Linked DNA regions of Xenopus tropicalis: region 2 is linked to region 1. Evidence: chromatin contacts called from public Hi-C data. All regions are on one chromosome and are shown on one strand. Each heading gives the region's core, a stretch centred on a gene start, on an enhancer-like site or on the middle of the called end of the contact. The rest is flanking DNA. Distances are from core to core; before and after follow the strand shown.

Region 1 (7,453 bases), core at 3,240-5,739:
ATGTAAGCAGCGCGTATGCTTTCCCATTGGCAATTTACCTTATTTCTGGTGGGAAAGCATTTGCAGGAGATTAGTCACCCACAGTTATGAAGATTTATCATAGGTAACTAATCTCCTCATGTGCCATGGTCATTAGTGCTCCTGGACTTGCAACAGGGGCTGTTGTACAGTAACCCTAATGTTTTGGTCACAATAAAGTGAATGTTATTAATAGGGTAGATTACTTGGTAGTAACGAAGTGATGGCTTTAATGAAAGACTGGAATATAAATAGGAGAGGACCTGAAAGAAAGATCTTAAAAAGTTCCAATGCAGAGTTTGTGGGTCTGGTTTGGCAGACCTGCACCGAACCTGACCCTCTTATCCCCAATTCAGACCCGCTGGCTCAAGGCCCAAGTTTTTCTGAAAGAGGAAGTCAGATACCCGAAGAACATGTTTACAAAAAAGGAGAAAAGAAATCCTGTGTTTATTTTGATAGAGGACTCAGTGCAGCTTTTCTGTGAGTGCTTATGGCTGTACTTACATAGACTTTTCTGATAAAGCTTACTTAGTTTTTACCTTTCCTTCTCCTGTAAGTAATGGAAATGACATCAGTAAGGGCTCTCAGAGGGGCCCGGCACACAGCTGCTTGAGATTCAATGTGGATAAATGTCACACACATAGTAAAAAACAAACATTTAAATGCTATACATTTAGGCAAGTTATCTATGGAAAAAAGAGTTTAAAGGGGCCTCCAACAGAAAACTATTTTTTAAATGTAATTGCTGTTAAAAACAGTATGCCACAGTCAGGCACTTACATAATGAGCATATGCCTTAGTTTGCCCATTATTCCCATGTATGTGAGCGTGAGCTCAGTGTATAGAACTTGTGAGGAGGTTTTACTGAAGAATTACAAGTATGGGACCTGTTATCCAGAACCTGTGGTTTTTTTGGAATTTGAATCTATATGCAGGGCCGCCGCTTCCTATAAGCAGAGTACTCAGTCTGCATAGGGCACCAACTCCCAGGGGGGCACCATCCCAGCTGCTCCAAAAAAAAACATTTTTATATATTATAACATACCCCCCAACACTGTCCCGCCGGTTTTTATAGCGCATCCCGCTGTCCCGGATAGTTCAATCAATCTATGGGGGCTATTGGGGGCACTTACTATAGGGGCATTGTCTATGGGGGCAATTGGGGGCACTGTGTGTGGGGCCCCTATAGTAGGTTTTTTTTTATTATTTTATTTTTACTTCCGTAATATTTGGGGGAGGGGGCACAAAAGTAAATTTCTGCTTAGGGCACCCATTTGGCCAGCAGCGACCCTGTCTATATGCTTTTTCTACTAAAAAATAATTTAAACATTAATTAAACTCAATGGGACTGTATAGCCTCCAATAAAGATTAATTATATCTTAGCTTGGATCAAGTACAAGGTACTGTTTTATAATTACAGAGAAAAAGGAATAATTTAAAAAAAATGTAATTATTTGAATAATATGGAGTCTATGGGAGATGGTCATTCCATAATGCAGAGCTTTCTGCATAATGGGTTTCCGGATAATGAATCCCATACATGTACTATTGTTTCTTCCAAATGTAGTTTGGGCTCTGTTAGCCTCCACATCTGGTGAGGGAAACAAATTTGACGTGCTATGTGTCCTTTAATATGTTTCTTTGGCTCTTTCTGCGCAAAAGCAGCAGAGGAATCAAGCAACTGGAGTAACAACAGCTGGAGGAGCAAAACACATAATCAAGTATGATAACTAAGCACTTAGTAGACTTAAGAGGAGAATGGAAGTCCTTGGGGAGTCTCAGCAGATGCACAGTGTGAGGAAGTGTGACTGGCATGCAGGAGAGCCGCAGCTGAGTCAGGAAGCCAGCTGGAAATGGCAGCAGAGAAAAGAGCCTGGCAACATTGCCAAACAAGCAGATCTTCTCCCGAGGCCACCTTTAGAATAGGAAAGGTGGTTCACCTTTAAGTTAGCTTTTACTATGTTATAGAATGGCTAACTTTTGAATTATTTGCCTTCTTCTGACTCTCTAGCTTTCAAATGTTGGTCACTGACCCCAACATCTAAAAAACAAATGCTGTATAAGGCTACAATTGGAGACCTCTCCAATTCATATTCCAGCCTCTCATTCAATCAATGAAAACCAATTGCACATTGTCTCAGTATAGCACTCTCTTTATCATGCTAAAAGTTATTTTAAAGGTGAACAACCCATTTAAAAAAACACAGGGACAGTTTAACTTCCACAAGAAAACTTTACTTTATGGTTTATCAAGTGAAAATGTATGGGCGAGATTTAATTTAAGGAGAAAAAACTTTCCTTCTAATTCAGTTCTAGTTTTTCCTGTAAATCACAATGGAATTTTCATGTGATAAACAATAAAATCAGTTTTTCTCACTAAATTGCTTGTACTTGAACTTGTAGAGGCTACAACAGATTCCATTGTGTTCTGTGGTGGTATTCTAATCCAGTTTGCTGTCCATGTGGCACACACCATAGAAACCAATGAAATGTTTTTAGACTACTACAAGTAGATGACTACTAGTTGATTGTGTGACATATTCCAGGAAAAACATATTTGTGGTACAATACTGACACCAGAAATTAAACCTCTTTTTTATATCTCTCGTAACATTGTCTTTGCATGATATTTATAAATTTCCCATTAAAGTATTTGCCAAATGCTTTTAAATCTTTTAAATCTGATCCCCCATGTTTCTCTATAAGGGGGCTGGCATATTTGTGCAGCAGGAGTCCATTAGAATTAGGTTGATAAAGGGACAGTCAGGTTTAGGAACAGTAAAGCTGGCCATACACGGGCCGACTATAGCTGCCGATATCGGTCCCTTGGACCGATTCGGCAGCTAATCGGCCCGTGTATGGGGAGAGCAGAGCGGCCTGGCCGACCGATATCTGGCCTGAAATTGGCCAGATCTCGATCGGCCAGGTTAGAAAATCTGGTCGGATCGGGGACCGCATCGGCTCGTTGATGCGGTCCCAGATCCGACTGCCCCATTGCCGCCCACATAATCCGATCGTCTGGCCCCAGGGCCAAACGATCGGATTATTATTTTTTTTACCTAAATGGTCCCCGATATCGCCCACCCGTAGGTGGGGATATCGGGGGAAGATCCGCTCGCTTGGCGACATCGCCAAGCGAGCGGATCTGCTCGTGTATGGCCACCTTAAGTAACAATTACTTACAAAAGCAGCCCTATCAGCAAAAAACAATCAACATGATCTATAGGTAACTTTTATTGTACATTAATAGTTTGATGCCTAGTTTTAGTAATAGTATCACTTTAAATGTAGTGCATTGAGGGCATTATTCTTCCCAGTGCCGCTTACAGCAGCTGCCAATGAAGACAGAAAAAGTCTGAAACCCACATAGCAAGGGAACGATAAAGACTGTGAAGCAGAAAGTACAAACACTGCAACATAAAAGGCTTTTAAGGCAAAAGCTTGATGTGTGTGCTGGGATGCAAGCAAACCTCTAGGAGACCAGCCTTCCCTCTCTAGTAGAAAAATAGGCAGGATTTTACAGTTGTTTTTTGAAGGGGGGTATAGATTCTTGAAAAGCTAACATGGAGAATATACCAACATAAAAGAGTACTGTAAAGGTATATGTTTATAATGCACGAGAAACTGCTCTGAGATAAAGCTGTGTGCCTACTGATTTTGTGGCCAAAAACAGATTTATTGATTGATTGAGCTGCTGGTGGTGGTTGTGTGTGCAATATTCACTATTGCTGGTGGATCAGGTGGTCCAACACCGTGCACATCAAAAAGCCAAACGGTGGTTTATACGGTGTCAGTTAATTCCAACACACTGTAGTGGGGACATAGGCACCCTTTGCTTCAGTTTGTGCTGCTTTAGGGCAAGGGAACACGCAGCATATTGCCAGCCTGTGTTTCTCTTCTTCGCGGATATCGACTGCATGTGCCTGCACCAAAGTGGATTCAATGCTTCTGGGTGCAGGCACATTGAGAAGATTTTTTGAAGCATACGGGCATATTGTCAGCCTGCGCTTATCTGCTGACAATATGCGTACTGGAAATGCCAGGGCCTATTTTAAATCCCAGTCCAGGCCTGTCTTCTGGTTAAAGTCAGAAAGAGGTACGAACAGGTGCCCAGGACCAAAGCTATGAGTAGGCAAAACAGGCGGCTGCACAGAGTGCAATGGGGTGTGGGGTGCAACTAGGAACAGGAGTAAGTTAGTTATTAACACTGGGTCTGTGACTGAGTAAGTAAGCAGTAGGAGGAGGTATATGGCAGAAGGGGGGGGGGGGGATTCCAAGCAACTGGCAGGATGGATGGACGCCAAATCTTGGGTGCCAATAGAAGTTGGCCTGGCACTGTAGTAAAATATACCAGAAAATGATTACATGATATGCAGGTTAGGACTACAGGCAGGCAACAGATGTGACTGCTTAGGCTGCAACAAGTGTGGGGAGGGGCAGAGATGCATCTGATGGGGGTGGAGGTAAGGGAGCAACCAGCAGTGGCAGCAGGGGGTGGTGCAAACAATCAGCAGGAAAGGAGGTAAGTGCACGACCAGTGGAAGGGGGGGGGGCATGCATTGGGTGCCAATATAAGTTGGCCCAGAACTAATTATATTTAAGACACTTATCAGTTCACATGTTTGTACATAATGATCTAACATAAACCTCTCCAACTATACTGGCTGTTTTGCTATAGCAAAAAAAGGAAAGTTGAACTCAACTACATGTCGGTGTATTGGGACCTCCCTGACTGATATCTGGGCGTAAATCAATCAGCTGTTGATCAGACAGGCTTGATTTTCCTGTTGGATCGAGGACTGCATTGGCTCATTGATGTGGTCCTCTCTCTGGCAGCTAGTATTCTCTTTATTTTAATAAGATTGTTTGAGCCTAGGTTCATTTTGGTTGCCGCAACTGGATTTTTAGAAAAGTTGCGGCAACTAATTGTCCCGTCTGTCTTCGCCCTGAAGGTATAAGCCTGGACAACAGACATCATGCCATAAAACTACACAACAATCCTTGCAGCTACAAAATAGTCTATATCAAAGAGATGTAAATGACTGTACACACTAGTGTGGGTGCTGGGATAGTCAAAGTTCCCAAGGAAAGGAGACCTAGCTGGCTCAACAAAGGGATACCTGAAGCATTGGACTCTACAGTGCAACCTATCAAGTTCTACCTTCCTTCCTGACTGAGAAGAGATGAATCATCATAAAAAACTAAATTTGATCTGATTGGTTAGGACTGTCCTTTGGGTGTGTATGGGTTATGCTCAGTTGAATGGTCTGTCTCATGTTTATGTAAAAGCTCTGTAAACACATTGTTAGGCACTTATGCTCTCCCTTTCTTCCTCCCTCTATCTTAGCTAGTTCTCTTGTTATTTTATACTTTGTAATTCTTTTGTAAATAAATATATCACTTATTTAAAGATAAGGCTGTCTCAATTCAATAGCCAGGCACTCCCCAAAAATACAGCAGATTAAATGGATCACTGTTAAAGGAATACTGTCATGGGAAACCATTTTTTTAAACACATCAGTTAATATAGCTGATCCAACAGAATCCTGCAAACAGTTTTTTTTATATTTAACTTTGACATTTCACATGTGGCTAGCCATATTCTTGATTTACCAGGGTGCCACAACCATGTGACTTCTGCTCTGATAAACTTCAGTCACAGTATACTGCTGAGCTGCAAGTTGGATTAACCCCCCCCCCCCCCCACTTCCAGCAGCCAATCAGCAGAACAATGGGAAGGGAGCAAGATCAGCGCACCAGAGGTCACCCCTATAGATTAGAGGAACAGAGCTTCCATTTGAAGCAGCGTAGGTGGTTTTTCACGGTGAGGGCAGTGAGGTTGGGGAATGCCCTTCCTAGTGATGTGGTAATGGCAGACTCTGTTAATGCCTTTAAGAGGGGCCTGGATGAGTTTTTGAACAAGCAGAATATCCAAGGCTATTGTGATACTAATATCTACAGTTCTACAGTTAGTATTACTGGTTGTATATATATAGTTTATGTATGTGAGTGTATAGATTGGTTAGTATAGGTTGTGTGCTGGGTTTATTCGGATGGGTTGAACTTGATGGACAATGGTCTTTTTTCAACCCTATGTAACTATGTAACTATGTAACTATGTAAGATAGCAGCTCTCAGTAGATATCAGAATAGCACTCAATAGTAAGAAATCCAAGTCTGGCTTGGGACTCCTCCAGTTACATGGGAGTAGGAGGAACAATAGGTTACCTAAAAGCAGTAATAATGTGTAGCTCTGGCTCCTTCTGAAAGCTCAGACACAGGTACAATGTGTTTGATGGCTGCCTACACACTAATGTTACGCCTAAAAATACATTTGTTGGTTCAAGTATACATTTTAAATGTAAGAGAATTATTTGCTATGTAAACAGTGTAATTTAGAAAAAAAAGTATACCATAAAAATCATGACAGAATCCCTTTAATGATTATTAGGATTTAATGTTTGGTCTTCTCCTGGATATATTATTGTACCAGTTAGCTGATATCAGTGATGTTGTTAGCTATAGTTCACCGACTACATAATATATGTAGCCATCACGACAGAAACTTGGGACTGTTTGCGTGCACACAGTAGATACTGTATTTATTGATATTTAGCTCACATAAGCTTCCAATTTCCTAACAATATAAGGATAAATAAATGGGCGTATACAGTGAACAGACAGTAAACTAAAGTTAAATTCCATATTTTTGATACACACAGCCTAAAATCTAAATCTAATTTACCCAATTACAGAGCAAAACGTTAAAACAGTTTGTGTGTCCCCGTGCTGGAGAAGCCGTGCCCTCATTCTGAAATAAACTGTGCATGCAAAACCTGTATTTCTTGAATCCTACCCGCAGTGCTCTGTTCTTATTGATGTCAGGGCACGGCACCAAAAACATAATATAGTGTACCCTGGGTGGAAAAATAAGAGGAGGAGGTGGAAAACTCCCAGTTTTCCCAAAAGAAATTTAGCCCATTTTTGTGCCTTATAGAGCAGACTCAATAAGGTAATTATATATGATCAAAGAAAATGGTTCATTTATGCTGTTTTGGAATCAGCAGCACCCCTTCTTCCCTGCTCTTACCGCTCTGGCATTGGGGTGGGTCATTGGGGGGGCAGTATCACTAGTGCAGAGAGTGCTATTGTGCTTTTTGCACTAGAAGAGCTAAATTTTCATTTTAAAAAACAGTATTCAACCCTTTCCAAACGCAGTTTATTGAATGCATAACGTGGGCAAAAATATCATATTTTGTTAATTCAGCACGCTGCCTTGGGGTTATCCTTGACCAGTCACTCTCCGTCTCTAAACATATTAATAATACTGCCAAAACCTTCCGCTTTTTCCTCCGCAATATTGCCCTTATCCTTTCCCACTTAGATTACTGCAATCTCCTACTAACCAGCCTCCCAGACTCCCACCTCTCTCCC
Region 2 (7,453 bases), core at 1,753-4,252, 51 kb after region 1:
GGCTTGTTGAGACTGAACTTTGCATTGTTCCACATTCTGGAAAGTGGCTAATGAAGTGGGAAGACCGGCTTCTTATTCATTTGTTTCCCTGGAATAGCCCAGTAATGCACATGTATGTGCCTAAACACAAATATCCTCATTCCCTTGGATGGTCCATCTACAAGAAGCTCCATATGCTGTGTTCCAGTGCATAGTTTCACTTTACTGTAAACAGGAACACTTAACCAATTCACTGCCATTTGGGGACAAGGATTAATGGTGCACAAAAAAAAAGCCTTATTAACCTTTCCTTTTTTTGGGCACAAGTACATGCCATTGGGACTAAACCTCCTCCTAATTGCTGCTGCTGCGGTTAAGGTGTGTGCTTAAATCATAATTTAGCAATGCCTTCTCAAGCGTTGCCTAGTATAACACAGGACTGAGCTCTAGTCGACCGGGGAGAGAAATCAGAAAAAAAGGTTCATGCTGCACAGGAAGTCTTTACATATTTTTGCTGCTGAGAGCACTTTAACCCCTTTCCTACTGGAGACTCCAAGAGCAGCATGTGCTGTTGGTGACGGAACATGTGACAACACCGAAAGGAGAGTCGTTAATTGGAGCTTGTCAGTACAGCCATGTTATATTCACATTTCACAACGTCTTTTTCAGAGATATAGCCAGCAGCCGTAGGTAACACCTTGCAGTACCACCCACTTCTAGGCCTCCCCAGCAGAGGGGATAAAAAAAATGGTGGTGGGGGAGGTTGTGTGAAAACTCTCTGTCAGGCATAGGCAGGGCCAGGATTTGGGTAGGGCAGAAAGGATATTTGCCTTGGGGCCCTCTGCATCACAGGGGCTCTTTGCAGGGGAGAACTGTTGATAAAGCACTATTGTTAGATCTATTCAGTATATTCATAAGGATGTCCAAGCTTTTGCCCTCCAGCTGGCATTGAATTGCAGATCCCCAGAAATGTAGTGTAATGTTAGAGTTGTAGTTCAACAATAGTTGTGGAGGGTTGCAAGCCAGGCATCACTGATCTATTTATTTAACCCCACCTTCCTGAAAACATTTGCACTTGCAAATAGAACGAATGCTGGGGCTACCACATTGAAGTTAATGGATGGGTCATTTATTAATACAGATTTGTGTTTCAACAGTTTTATTAACCCTTTAGAAGCCCATGCTGAGAACATAAAAACACATATATTGAGAATCTATGTATATTTACACCCCAGTATGTTTTTGTAATTTCCAAATTAAATGCAACCCTTTATTCAATTAGCGATGCACTTAGGCTGATGTCAGATATGGCGTATACTCGGCAAGCCGAGAAATGCTTGCTGAGAATACACAGGGCATATTCTCGGCAAGCATTTTTCAGCTTGCCGAGAATACGCCACGTCTGACATCAGCCTTAGATGCACCCAAACCTGCGTCTCACCATGTGTAAGATCCCTAATGGCTTATACAGATGCAGCAACATGCAGCATTTGGCGCTTACATGTGCCTGTGTTAGTACAGCCCCATGAGAAAAAATTGGAAGCATTTCTTCCTGCACTCCCCTGAGGTGAAATGCAGGAGAACGCCACCAAGGGGGAGCGCAGGAAGAAATGTTCATCTGTACAAGCCCTAAGGCTTCCTAACAACTTACACGTCAAGCACAAGAAAATGCAGCACGTGGTGCCTGTAAAACGCAATGAAATGCAAATGCCAAAAAACACAACTTTGAATATGCTTGAGTAAAACCAGGCATAATATAATGGAGTCAATTAGCTGAAGCTGTAGGTGGATTCAAACATGCTTCTAAAACGTGTGTCAAACACATAAAAAAACACCTGCGGCACCTTATTGACCTGTGTGCAGGGCCCTCCAGCAGACCTACCTGACATCTGGCCAAAAATTGGACAAATGCCGATTGCGCTTGTTTGATTTTCCCATTGGATTAAGGACTGGATCTGCTTGAATCCAACTGCAATTACGATTCAGTGGCTTTTTCTCATTCAGCAAGCCCTTTGAAACACAAACAAAACACCGGTGTGCTTGAGCCCTTAATTGGCTCCTTCCATTTCACTTTATGTTGCCATTAAAATATTTCCAACTATGAATAATAAATCACACAAGTACAAAAGTTAAAAAAGAATGCGCCCCATCAATTCAACAAATGTGGCGCCCTCTGGTGGGGGAGGGTATATGACCTAAGACGATCTGGCTTGCTGCCCTTCAGCTGTTGTTTACTTAAAATTCCCTAAATCCTCCCAATAGCCTTTGTCTCTGATGATTATAACAGAATTAATATAGTAATATAATAAACTAGTATGATGTATAATATAAGGGTCTCTTTTCACTACCCTAGGCACTGCATCTCTATAATTTGCGGTAGTTTTCCTGTGTGCAAAAGTATCTACGGCATAAAGAATGGCCACTAGCCAGTTATTCTATCACAGCACTAAACTCATTAGCCTCTAACTTGTGCCAGTGGTGATCCAAACAAATAGCCCCAGAGTCTCATATCAGCTCATCATTTATTTTACAATCTCTAGTTATTATACCAAGGGAAAAGTAGACTGATGCGTGTGTTCATCCGCCATCCAGAAGAGAAAAAATAGTCCCATGAATATATAATTATTTTATGTCGGTCGAACTCTTTTCATGCATCTCTAGTAAGCCACTTTGTAAAGCTTTTTGAGTGTGTACTATGATTTAATTGAAAAGGCTTCATCAATAGTTAAGAGTATAGCCCCTTCCAAACACAAGGCAAGAAGCTAGGAAAGAACCTGGTATCATGGGGCGTAGAGATTGCAAACCCCAAACCCACGTACAAGAGGAGATGCGAGTCAACCAAACAGACAAACGGAAACGCCGGCTCTTGCCTGAGTGACAGGAAAGGCAACCAATGCAAAGGCGAGTTCCCTTTCCAAAATTCGCCGGCAGCCAATGGGACCAACGCATCAAGTTTGGTTGTTCCCTAGCCGCTGTGCTGAGCCTGTTGTAGTGAGACAGAGTGGCCAGTGCGGGCGGCGATGTGACGGAAAGTTGGCTTGTTCTTTATAGCGGCTACCGCGTCCCCCGGAGGTAGCTCTAGGCGGGCATCAGCGGGACCGAGTCTCCCGTGGAAACTGCTTGGTCTATTCGGTCCCTCCTCTTATACTTTCGCTGCTGATAAGGGGTACCCCGAATGCCAGCCATGATCGAGAAAGGGGCAGAAGTATCGGGCAAGAGAAGGGGCAGGAATAATGCTGCCAACAGCAAAAGTTTGGGCACGAGTGTGAATGGCAGTAACTCGTGGGAGGAAGGCAGCTCGAGCTCCTCAAGCGATGATGAGCAGGGTAGGTCAGCTCCATGTGGTAGCCTCGAACTCACTCCCCTTCCCATGCCCTTCCGAGCCCTCCTCCTTCCATCCAACCTTCTGGCTGCACTTTATGCTCCTTCAGATCATCCTCCCCTGCCCCTGTACCCCACAAAGTCGGAAGGTTCAACCTGCGGCCCCCCAGCTTCTGGCCAGCCGCAACACTGGGTACCCCCGATAACCAAAGGCATCCGATGGCCATGGGGAATTAAACGAGTTGTAGTTTAAGAGACGGATGAATGCCTTTAACTGTAGCTGTTTAGTATTGCTGTGCTGTGCGTATTACCCACCGGGATCGCCCAGGTCACCCCCCCCCCCCCCCCCCCCCCCCTCTCCAGTACTTCAATATACATTATACCCTGTCCCATTGATCTTCAACTGCCCACTTGTTGCTAAACTACAACACTCACCGTCCTCCATCAGGGGTTCTGACAGGGAATCTTGGGAGTTGTAGTTTAAATTTTCTGATCTGCGCAGTTCTGTAAAGGAACATAAAGTCGAACGTTTCTTTTGTTCCATTGTAGCAGTGCCCTAATGATTCCTTACTCCAGCTGTTAATGTAAATATAATGCTGTGAAGGGCTGCATTATCTGTACTGTCATCTATTAGAGGCTCTTATTACAACTCTTAGAAAAAGCTTTAATTATAATTGTATGTTATCTACTTGGCAGCTTCACCTGCAAACTACCCCTTACACTTATTTTCTCTACTGTCTGGTCATTCAGGTGGTGGGGGCATGCGGGTTGGCCTGCAGTTCCAAGCAGTAGTGCCTGAATTTGACCAGGGTAAGTGACATCTCTTGTTCCACTTCCTTTACTGCTGTACTATTGTTGGCTGTGATAGCCTCAAACTCACCTTTGCTACTTAAATTGTTCATTTATTCCTAGCCTGGTAGAAACTTTGGGACCTGCAATCTATCTGATCAGTACCTGAGTGTCTGTGCCATTATATGAGAATGCTTTCTGGTGAATGCCTATTATTGAAGTTAATTTCTAATTTTACATTGATGAAATAGCAACTTTTTCCTCCTACCACATCATACACCTACTGTTTATAGGAGGAACAGCAGGGAGAAAACGTGTTCTGCAAACGTGCTGCCAGACTTCTGGAAAATGAAATGTTCTTTCAGAGAATCCAGGAGTGGATCTGTCTGGCTACTCGCACAGTAGCCCATGTGTATTTACAGTCATCTGGCTAATAGAATACATTGTAATGGAGGGTTTAATGAAACAGTTGCAGATATGGTTCAATAACTATATACTATAATACACTATAAATATATACTATAATACAGATCTGACAACATTCAGCAACAAAGGATGGAGACGATCTCACTGGTAGTTTATATACCACGGATGGCTAACTTGTGGCTTCAGCTGTATTGCAGCATATAATGAAGGGTCCCAGAATGGGAGTTAAACATTGATTGCTTTGACATCAGATCTTAGTGCAGTGCTTTTGACATTTAAATGAATTGTTTGGTTTTTATAAACCAATATATAATATTGTTTGGTTTTTGTGAACAAGTATGTTTATATATTGTATTATATACTCCTCCAGGAATAGTTGGGGGAAGATTGCTTTGTGATGCACGATTCTAGGCTATTGGGTGTGGGTTGGCTAAAGTTAAGAATGAAATATTTGCATCTGTTGTGCAGCCAGCTTTAGTTTTGAAGTTCATTTTGAAATTGCACATTTTTATGAATCTCTAGATATCAAGAATTTAAACTTATCTCCGAATAATTTATAATACCAATATAGGCCATACAATTATGGATGGACCATTGCAAGGATACACTCCATTCTTTTATAGTTGTGGTGGAGCAGGGTCCCCCTGAATATGTAGTATTGTGTTGTGCTTCCAGGAAGGGAAGTCACTCTGATACACTGGCAGTCTGCTGTTGGAAAACTAGGGCATACGAATATATACACTTCTTTTAATGGTGCTTCTTTTATTTTATTGATGGTAATTCTAAAATACCTTTTTTTTGCTACTCCCTTTGTTAAAGGGGTAGATAACCTATCAATTAAATTTTAATATAATGTAGATATTGATATTCTGAAACCTTTTACAATTGGTCTTTATTTTATATTTTTTGTTTTTTAGTTATTTAGCTTTTGTTCAGCAACTCTACATTTGGTGTTTTAGCTATCTGGTCACTAGGGTCTTATTTGCCCTAGCAACCAGGCAGTGGTTTAAACGAGAGATGGGAATGGAATAGTAGAGGGCCTGCATAGAAAGATAAGTAATAAAAAGTAACAATAATAATAAAATTGTAGCCTCACAGAGCAGTGGTTTTTGGCTGCCGGGGTCAGTGAAAGCTAGAAAGAGGCAGAAAAGAAAGGCAAATAATTCAAAAACTATAAATAAAATAATGAAAACCAGTTGCAAAATTGCTAGGAATAGGGCATTCTATAACATTAAAAGTTAACTTAAAGGTGAACCACCCCTTTAAGGATTCTCTACTAGAAAGAGGGGAAATGTTCAACGTCCTAGTGAATGGCAGAACTATATGTATTTGTTATTAGTCCACTAAGGTTCTTTGTTTTGTGTTTTTTCAGTTAATGTGCAATTCATTTGTGCAACTTTTTTTTACTAGGCTTTATGAGCGTTTATTGCTAAAGGTTTTGTTAGTGTTTGCTGGCAGGTAGATGTATTCTACAATGTGACCAGATGTGTGCATACTTTTATAGGAGGAGAAATTTCACCTCCCATTAGTGCCATCTGCTGCCCTCCGCCAATATCTTCAGTAGGATTGTGCTTGTCAGTGCTGGATATGCACTTTGTGCCCGGGTTGTAGAAGCCTAGAGCTCATATAAACCACAGTTACCACTGCATGTGAAGGTTATAGGTGGGCAATCCAGACAACATCCTTGTTTCACTCTGCAGAATATTTATGGCTGTGCAATGTTTATCATAATTACTTGCCTTGCTGTTAAAGGGGTTGTTCACCATTTTTTAAAATACTTTCCTGATTGGAGTTGCTTAAAAAAAATATATTTTTTTTTTTTTAATGAAAAGCAAGCACTTACCGAAATCAACAGAGGGGAAAGACGGAAAGCTTAACGCTGCTACGTCCTCACGTTTTCTCATTTATTTGCATAGCACTAATACAATTGACTGAAAATGTAAGCAAATAAGTGATGAAGCATTAGAACATGCACAGGAGTGCTTACCCTTAAGTGGTTCACAGTAGTTTCTCTGAATGCGCTGCTGATCTCTGCGTGTTCATAGAAGAGGTGGGAGCCTGCGACCCCAGAGAAACAGCGAGAGGAGCTTTAAGTAGGCACTTATTTTAATTACTGATGGAACGTAAAGTCCAACCAATCTAGGAAGACTTCGCAAAAGGTGGGCAACCCCTTTGCTTGCACTTTGAGTTATTACTCAGATTTGGGTGGAAAAGCCCTGTGCAAGCTTCCTCTTAATGGCATATTTCTATTGAGGCTTTGACAAAGTAGCCTGAAATATTTTCATGTATGTAAGTTTGGTACAAAGATTCAAATTGTTTTGGTATTTTAAGCCAATCATTTTATACATATTTGTTTTAGGATATATATTTTTCTATACTTTATATATAGATTTGGAGAAACAATGTGTGATGAAATGTACCCAACTTAATGCACTGTTTTGAGAGATTACTGCTGTAGAGATGCAATGTCTGTAGCTGGGACTGCTGGTGCTCTTGTTTCCTGGGCTGTGTAGTACTTTTCATGATTCCCATTAAATACAGTGGAAAGGGAATGCTGTTGATTCCAGTTATTTCTGTGATGTCCTGAGGAATGCTGAGATAGTTAGTAGTTACTTAGCAAAGTAGAGTTTGCAACTCTGAGTTTGCCGTCCCATAGAAAGAAATGTAGAGAAATTCTGAAAAGCTGTTTGGTGTATAAATAGGTTTCTTTCTTTTGAATGGTATGCCATGCATTTACCAGTCCTTCTCAAAGCTTGCTCTGGCTCACATCATGGAAATTAGCAAAGGAAAATGCCAACACCAGTGAGTTGTGTGTAATCCCTCATTCTCACTTACTTTGTACCTCATACTCCATGAAGCATGGACTCCTGGCAATGTGCCACCAGAACAGTATGTATATTTTGTTATATAAATAGCTATTGTTAATTATGTTAATTAT

What was found. A called contact is a pair of places that touch in the nucleus more often than the background predicts.
Region 2: a Hi-C map of gastrula embryo shows a contact between it and region 1, with 2.9 times the contacts expected there. The contact joins the promoter of rcor1 here to the enhancer-like site in region 1. A contact is called at or near these places in 4 of 5 Hi-C or Micro-C datasets (brain, gastrula embryo, neurula embryo and 1 more).

The regions. Positions count from the first base shown.
Region 1 is chr8:97,641,427-97,648,879 of UCB_Xtro_10.0, forward strand. No RefSeq gene overlaps it. Among named protein-coding and RNA genes, the nearest start is that of ankrd9, 37 kb to the left of the region's middle. Within about 2 kb of position 4,490, at least 3 of the 11 cell types and tissues checked have an H3K27ac peak or open chromatin away from gene starts, as enhancers often do. A contact at or near this core is called in gastrula embryo, where this site is marked.
Region 2 is chr8:97,694,017-97,701,469 of UCB_Xtro_10.0, forward strand. It overlaps rcor1 (REST corepressor 1), which reads left to right and starts at 3,003. Exons shown (of 12, transcript NM_001045668.1): 1 at 3,003-3,305; 2 at 4,051-4,110. The coding sequence starts at 3,164.